Regions from separate parts of the Mus musculus genome. Here region 1 is linked to region 2. A link is a contact called in public Hi-C data. All regions are on one chromosome and are shown on one strand. The core of a region is the stretch at or near the end of the contact, and the rest is flanking DNA. Distances in the headings are between cores, read along the strand shown. Region 1 has its middle 280 kb from the start of 1700066C05Rik. Region 2 has its middle 95 kb from the start of Tmprss15.

Region 1 (3,763 bases), core at 1,027-3,526, 530 kb before region 2:
CTTTTTGCCTTACGAAATCTCAATACATTTAATTCTATTCACATCATTAGGTCAATACGGAACTAGAAAGCTGCCCAGCACAATGGCTCATAACTTTAATCCTGTCTCTCAAAGGGTGGGAGGCAAGATGACCTCAGCTGATTCACTACCATACTGGTCTACAGAGTGATTCCAACAAGCCATTGCTCCATAATGGAGATACTGCCTCAAACAAAGATCAGAAAACAAAACCAAACTCACAGGGAGTAAATATACTTTCTGTGCATTTATTCTGTGCTGAACAATATCTTAGATTACAACAGGAACTAGAAAGGATTGACCTTTAATGTCTAGCTCTAAAGAGACAAATTAAACAGATTGTGGTATGCTAATATTCATAAATATTAAACAATCATTACCATGTCTTTAAATTCCTAGTACTACTTTCCACATATTAACTAAAATTAATTAAAACTAATTAAAATTAATCAAGATTGATGTGTCAATATATATATACAGAGAGAGAGAGAGATAGATAGATAGATAGATAGATAGATAGATAGATAGATTAGATATAGTTGGATACATGTTCCAGACATTTTAGATTCTTAGTCTTATATTGATTCCATTTCTTTTTTTATTCTTTAATCTTTTCTTTTACAGTCCAAATTTGATCCCCCTCCTGGTCTACCCTCCACCTGTTCTTCATTCTATACCTCACCCCTTCTGCCCAACCCCCTGTCTCCAAGAGGATGTCCCCAATCCCCCCTGTCCCACCAGATATCCCCATTCCCTAGAGCCTCTAATCTCTTGAGTGTTAGGTTCATCTCACTAAGGCCAGACCCTGCAGTCCTCTGCAGTATATGTGTTAGGGGTCTAATATCAGCTAGTGTATGTGCCTGGTTGGTGGCTCAATGTCTGAGAGATCCTGGCGATTCAGGTTAGTTGAGACTGCTGGTCTTCCTATAGGCCTTCCCATGAGCTTCTTCCAGCCCTGAGGGCCAGCAGAAAAATTGGAAACAGGCAACCCTGAGAGGTGGGAGGTGGGGGCGGGGGGCACTCTAGAATGTACCAGAGACCTGGGAGTGAGAGACTCTCAGAACCCAAAGAGATAGACCTTAGATGAAAACCCTACAGTGGAGAGTCCACTTCCAGTAGAAAGACAGGGCATCAAATGAAGGGATGGGGTTGCCATTCCACAGTCAAAAACCCAACCCAGAATTGTTCCTGTTTATAAGAACTGCAGGAACAAAAATGGAGAAGACCCTGAGGAAAAGGAGGTCCAGCCACAGGCCCAAATTGAGATCCAGCTCAGGAAGAGGCCCCAACGCCTGACACTATTACTGAACCTATGGTGTGCTTATAAACAGGGGCCTATCATGACTGCCTTCAGAAAGGTCCAACAATCAGGTGAAAATCAGATGGAGATATTTATACTCAACCAATGGACAGAAGCTGGTGACCCCTGTGGCTGAATTAGGGAAAAGCTGATATTGATTCTTATGTGATGAAATTAGTACTCTTGCTTATTGCTGATACTGGCACTAGAGGCTTTTCATTACTGTGCACAGGAGTACAGACATAGTACACAAACAACATTTCATTGTCCAAAGCTTTGGAAGGAATGTGGATAGCCTACATGAATATGTACTGCAATTGTTATTCAATGAAAGTTGTGCATCTCCAGAATGAGATCTGGTCTGCTAATATATTCATTGCTTTGATAAGCTAAAATACACAGGAAATTGTTCCACCTAGGAAAAGGATTAAATAATTCTGGCCACAAAATTCAATTTAGTATGGGAAAGCCATTTGTAAACTCTACTCTTGGCATATGATTGAGAAACCCGAGTCAGATACCAACTAATCAAAAGAAATCAAGACAGAGGCTTTGTTAATATTTTTGATTTAGCAAATGGTTTCAAGGGGTTGGTCTTTTGGTTTGCTTCACTGCAAAATTCTTAGGAGGTTTATACACTGTTTTGTTTATTCACTTCACAGATGCGTACACACTCAATTACCTTTGGATATTTATTCCTCATTCTGATAATTCAGACCAAGCCAAAAATCAGCAACAAACAAGGCAAAAAGATGTTCCATAATTTTTACCATCTAAAAATGTCTTGTAACCTCACAAATACCAAGAATAATTTAATTTCCTCTCATTTTAAAAATCTCTTCCTCCTGTTAGTGTCACAATATGCAAGGCATTTGTGTGCCAACTTTCCCCAGAACACCTGGTCAATCCTTTACTGCCAGATGGACCTGCTGATGCAGAGCAAAATGAATCGTGGTAATAAATATATCTGTGGGGGATGTTGTTGATAACATTACTGGGTGAGTCTGCCCTGCCTAAGAACAGTAGCAGTAGAAAGCCTCCATTTGTCTGTCTACAACTAGCAAATTACTTAGAGATTTCAGAGGCAGAACTGATATAAGGAAAGAGCACCTGTCTATAAATTGGTAGATGGTCAATCTGTGCTGCTCACTTTATTTTGAGGACTCCTTGTCCTGTCTATAATAGAACTGCATTAAAAATAGAGAGAATTGGATGAGATATTTCTTGGACTTTATTCTGGCTTGTTGCTCAAAAAAAAAAAAAATCACAGTTTGAAGATGGCATTCTTTGTCATTAGAAAAACCAGGAAACTTTTAAATTGGACACTTTTAAAAGTAAAGTGTACTTTTCTATGTAAAAATAAATAGGAAATATTCATAATTTAATAAAGATATTTAAGCAAGTTTTGATATAATATTATTGTCCATGGTGGTTATTCATTTTATTATAGTTGAATATTACGCATGTTACTGTTTAATAGACACAGTGGCCAAAGCAGATACCCTATTAGCCCAGTAAATTATAACAAAAGTATAATTTCACACTTGATAGAACAATGAAGAACCTTAGATGGTAAGGTTTGCTAATTAAAGATTTCTGATCCATGTAAACTAAGCAAACTCTTAGGAGATGGGAATTGTGGTAGTTTACTACTGTAAACCATAAAGTCAAGAACAAGATTTAGAAGATTGAAATCATGCTACATTTTCTTCAACAACTCCTACGTTGCAAGTAGGAAAAAAAAATATCAATTATTGGACAAAAATCACTGTGACCAGAAACACATGGAAATTCCCAGAGTAGGTAAGTGTTTATTAAAGAGCTTCTCACTTTAACTGCAATACTGAAAGTATTACATGTTATCACTTTTGTCTTACAAGAAAAAGTAGTTTTATAAACTGAATCGTGAGAATATAGCTTGGCATAAAAGAAACCAAATATTTCTGGCCAAACTGCTACCCTAGAATCTGAGATTCACAGGAATATCAAGAAGTCAAGTTGAGATCTGTATGCTAACAAATGACTGCCATAGCCAAAACAGAGCCGAAACATATTAAAGAGACAGAAGATACCTGGAGTGTGCTGTTGGATTCAGAGTGGGGCCTGCATAAGAATGACTAATGGACTCTGCAGCTTTGTGGGTAGGATCAATATTTTACTATCTTTCTCTCTAGAAACCCACAACAAGTAAGGTGATAAGGATGTAAATAAAATAATAATATTTTTAAAATGTCAGCGTTCTCTTAATAGTGCTGGTCAGTGGAGGAGAAGAGCGTTGAGCTCTCAACCTTCCTAATCTTACAATTCTTTGGTGCAGTTTCTCAAGTAGTGACCCTTGGCCACAAAGTTCTTCACTTTTTACTTCATAACTTTTATTTTGGTACTAGTATAAATCCTGATGTAAATATATTATTTGCAGAATATCTAATAAGGCAAAAAGATAAG
Region 2 (3,836 bases), core at 1-2,500:
ATTCCTGGTAGAGCTTTAATACTTCATGCCTTCTCTGCTAGGTTAGTCTTTCTTTTGAGTCATTTATTGCTTCCTACTTCCCTATTACTTTTTTAATACAGGTAAGTTTACCTTCTTCATTATTAATTCCTTCTCATTGTTACAGTCCCTAGTTAAAATGACTTTGCCTTGAATCACAGATGAGAACGTGATTTTGGACTTTTCACTGATGACAGAATAAGACTTGAGACTATGAGAGATGGAATGAATATAGTTTGTATCTTGAATTAAACATAAACGAAGGTAGCCTAGGGTTAAATATTACAGTATTTATATTGAGTATGTTCCTGTAATGTTTCAGTCTTCAAAGATGGTTGATAATGAACCAAATTTAAGAGTGACACATTGAAAATTTGAGGCATAGGGCAAAGTGTTTTTGCCATTGAGGGCATTATGAGTATAGGAGCAACACAAATTAAACGTGTTTATTTTATAATCCTTATTATTATCTGAGGAGAGGGCAGGGTCCCACAGATGAGGGAGGACTGGAAAGTGAGTATAATCAGGATTTATGATGTGAGATTCCAAAACAATAAAAATATTATGAAAAGAAAAACATCCTCGATGAAACTACATAATTTATGTGAGGCTTTAGGCTGTTGTAAACAGGAAGATTCTCGTCTAGGCATGCTTACTTACTGTCTCTCTGTGTGGTGTTTCTATTATACACGTGGTACCATGGTAACATACGTCTATAAACAACATACTCAAGAGAACCTGGCTTCAGTGGGAGCTAGAATGTTTATACTTTAGTCTCCAAAACTATGCTCTAGGCAAGAATCTTCTCTTCATAAATTACACAGCACCGGGTCTTGTGTTTTAGCAAAAGAAAACTAGTGAGAATTCTTAATATCATAGAAGAACAAGCACAGTTGGATTCACAATCTGGCAATAAAGAAAATCACAAAGTGAGCAAACCATGATGAAATTGTAATAACTGAATAATTAGAAACATAAGAAATTAATAGGGGATAAAATTCTTCCCTCAATCTCAAAAAAATAAAATTCTTGGATCTATTATAAAGCTAGAGAAAAGGTGAAAATAACCTTCTGGTTTCAAATTTTTCACTTAAAATAAAACAAAGGATATATTAATGCTAAAAGTCTTCTAAATAAATGCTGCTGCTGGCAATATTTGTGTCCTTGCCAAGATATGACTGGTGTGAGTCATCATATGTACTGTACTAATCTATTACTTTGGCAGTCAGAGCACCGAGGCTAAAAATAGCAGTAGAGAAGTTCTTCACAGTGACAGGCATGGCTTTGTGTAGAGTACTTGGAATCATGCAGTTTGAATTGTAAAACAGGAATCAGATATCCTCATTGTTATCATCCACTCTTGACATAAGGTGGATGACATAAGGCTACAGACTTTGGACACCAGCTCAATGGTACACTCTGGAAATATGTATTACAATTTCACTTGATCAAAAATGACCACATTAAAAGCCATCACAGCACATATTCATTCATATATTAATGACATAAAAATATTCACCTGCTGTCAATGTTGTTTAGTTTTTATAAATACATATAGACTCCTCTTGAAATCATTGTGTCTTACTTTGTAAACCTATCAAATATAAGGGAAACGGTGCAAACTACTAATAACAGCATGACTTCAATGTTTTAAAAAATCACTATACATGCGCGTGTGTGTGTGTGTTTGTGTTTGTATTTTTTTCTTGGGGTTTTATGGCCTTTGCAGATGCAGCAAGTGGTAGAAATGAGAGGCTTTTCTCAAGAAGGAAAATAGTAGTATTTCATAGTAAAGCCAGTATTATACACTGTTTCTGTTCATATTGTAAAGTCAGAATTGAGCTTCTGGATATTCTAATAAGCTTATTTATATGCACAGACTCATTAGCTCAAAAGATAGTATTATAAATAATAAAATATCAGAAAAATAATCAAAGACTAATTAAAATGCTGACTCATATAGAAATGTTTACTAAAAAATTGCTGTTCTTCTTGAATACTTATTCTGAAACTAAAGATAAACATTTAAAAGGTAGTAAGTTTGACTTAACAAGGAAAGCAATAATAACCTTCAGATAATCTGACTGGAATGTTAGTCCATGGAGCTTAAAGCTCATTTTTTTTTAAATTTATTCCTATAAATAATTGTATACAAAGAACTACACTCCCACTATAAAATAGTCACAGAAATTATAATATTTAGAACAATTTAGAATATTTGTGCTAATTAGAATACTAGTACAGAATGTTCAGTACTAGATGCAGTCTCTACCACAAAATGGGAATGTTACCAGATATTGAATCAAAAAAACTGACAGCATTCCATGGGACAGCCCCAGATACATGATTACTTCAAAGTCTTTAAACTAGAAATCAACACATTTTATCCAGAATATGAAATGAACACCCAGTGTCTGGGAAGAGATCATTTGCTTATGTTATTCTGCAACTATCTGCTGCATTGTGCAGTGAATGCATTCATCCTTCCATCTTGTAATGGCTGCAATGCTGTAGCCATATATATTAGAAGACAAGACACTGATCATGGATGATGGTCAATATTCTAGAGAACTATGATATAGAATTTTTTTAATTTAAAAGAAAAATGTGCCAGGAGGATGTGAAACAAGAGAATCCAAATGAAACGTTGCCAAAGGTATAGCTGAATTTATCACGAACATATATCCATGGATAGTTATTGGATCATAAACATGGTTTATCTACATCCTGGCATCGTGTGATGGTTAAGAACAACTTTTTGTACTTTCTGCATTGACTTGTTAACCTTTAAGTGCTTTTTTTTTGTTTGTTTGTTTTTGTTTTTGACTAAATTCACGTCTTTAAATGTGGAATCTACAGAAAAAAATACATAACAAATAACGTGCTGCTATTGACAAGATTTATTTCTAGATGCAACCCAACTCTATTTTTAAGTGAAAAGATTTCCAGTCACCTTGAAAATCAAGTTAACTATGGAAAAACACTTTCCTCCAAAGCAGCATGATCAACATGACAACAGGTCATTTGCCTACAAGTTATTTGTTCTGTGAGAAAATATTCACTAGGCAAGTATCATTAACTGGGGATGCTTCATGGTGTCCTAATATGACTTGGGGACCTCGGGGAAAGAGGAGTACTGATGCGAACATCCCCTGGTGACAGTGGATTTAATTAAGCTTCCCTCAGAAATGTTCTTTGTCTAATGCATACGCAGCCAAGTGAACTCAAACTTCAAAGCTCCCGAGCTAAATACTCAGCTCTCTGGAAGAACATTCTAAATCATTTCTCCGAAAAACATGACAACTGCAAATGATGAGTTCCTAGGATTGTTTGACATCCTCTGACACTCAAACTCCTTCAGTGGGAGAAACACAGGAAAAAGCAGCACAATTGGGAACCGTCCCCTTCAGAGCCCTTGTTCAGCATTACAAATGGCTCTTAGGTCTGACTGTCCCAGCTCAGGAGAAGTCTATCTATGACTTTCATCCTGAGAGCCAAGATATTGGTTATCAGTATCTAACATGGATACCTATGTTGTGATTCATAGGGATCTCATGCTTTGAGGGCTCCTTGTCTCCCCAGATTGAGCTCCTGTTTGGAACCGTAGAGAAACAAAGTTTTATTTTTTGGGTTTTTTGTTTGTTTGTTTGTTTTTTGGGTTTTTGTTTTTATTGCATTTCTGCTTCCTTTCAGAATTCAGCACCTCAGCATGTGAAGCCTGACAGCTATGACAAGGACTTCAAGCTCTTCGTAATCCAAACAAGAGGAACTGTGTCCTAGAACAACACTGGCTTCTGAAAACACTTTTCACCTCCCTA

The links. Hi-C and Micro-C count contacts between places; a contact is called where the count stands out from the background.
Region 1: a contact with region 2 is called in a Hi-C map of ventral hippocampal neurons, with 1.7 times the contacts expected there. The contact joins two enhancer-like sites. A contact is called at or near these places in 1 of 39 promoter capture datasets (hippocampal neurons) and 2 of 484 Hi-C or Micro-C datasets (cerebellar granule neurons and ventral hippocampal neurons).

The regions. Positions count from the first base shown.
Region 1 is chr16:79,716,919-79,720,681 of GRCm38.p6, reverse strand. No RefSeq gene overlaps it. Among named protein-coding and RNA genes, the nearest start is that of 1700066C05Rik, 280 kb to the left of the region's middle. Within about 2 kb of position 2,276, at least 9 of the 459 cell types and tissues checked have an H3K27ac peak or open chromatin away from gene starts, as enhancers often do. A contact at or near this core is called in ventral hippocampal neurons, where this site is marked.
Region 2 is chr16:79,184,080-79,187,915 of GRCm38.p6, reverse strand. No RefSeq gene overlaps it. Among named protein-coding and RNA genes, the nearest start is that of Tmprss15, 95 kb to the right of the region's middle. Within about 2 kb of position 1,250, at least 14 of the 459 cell types and tissues checked have an H3K27ac peak or open chromatin away from gene starts, as enhancers often do. A contact at or near this core is called in ventral hippocampal neurons, where this site is marked.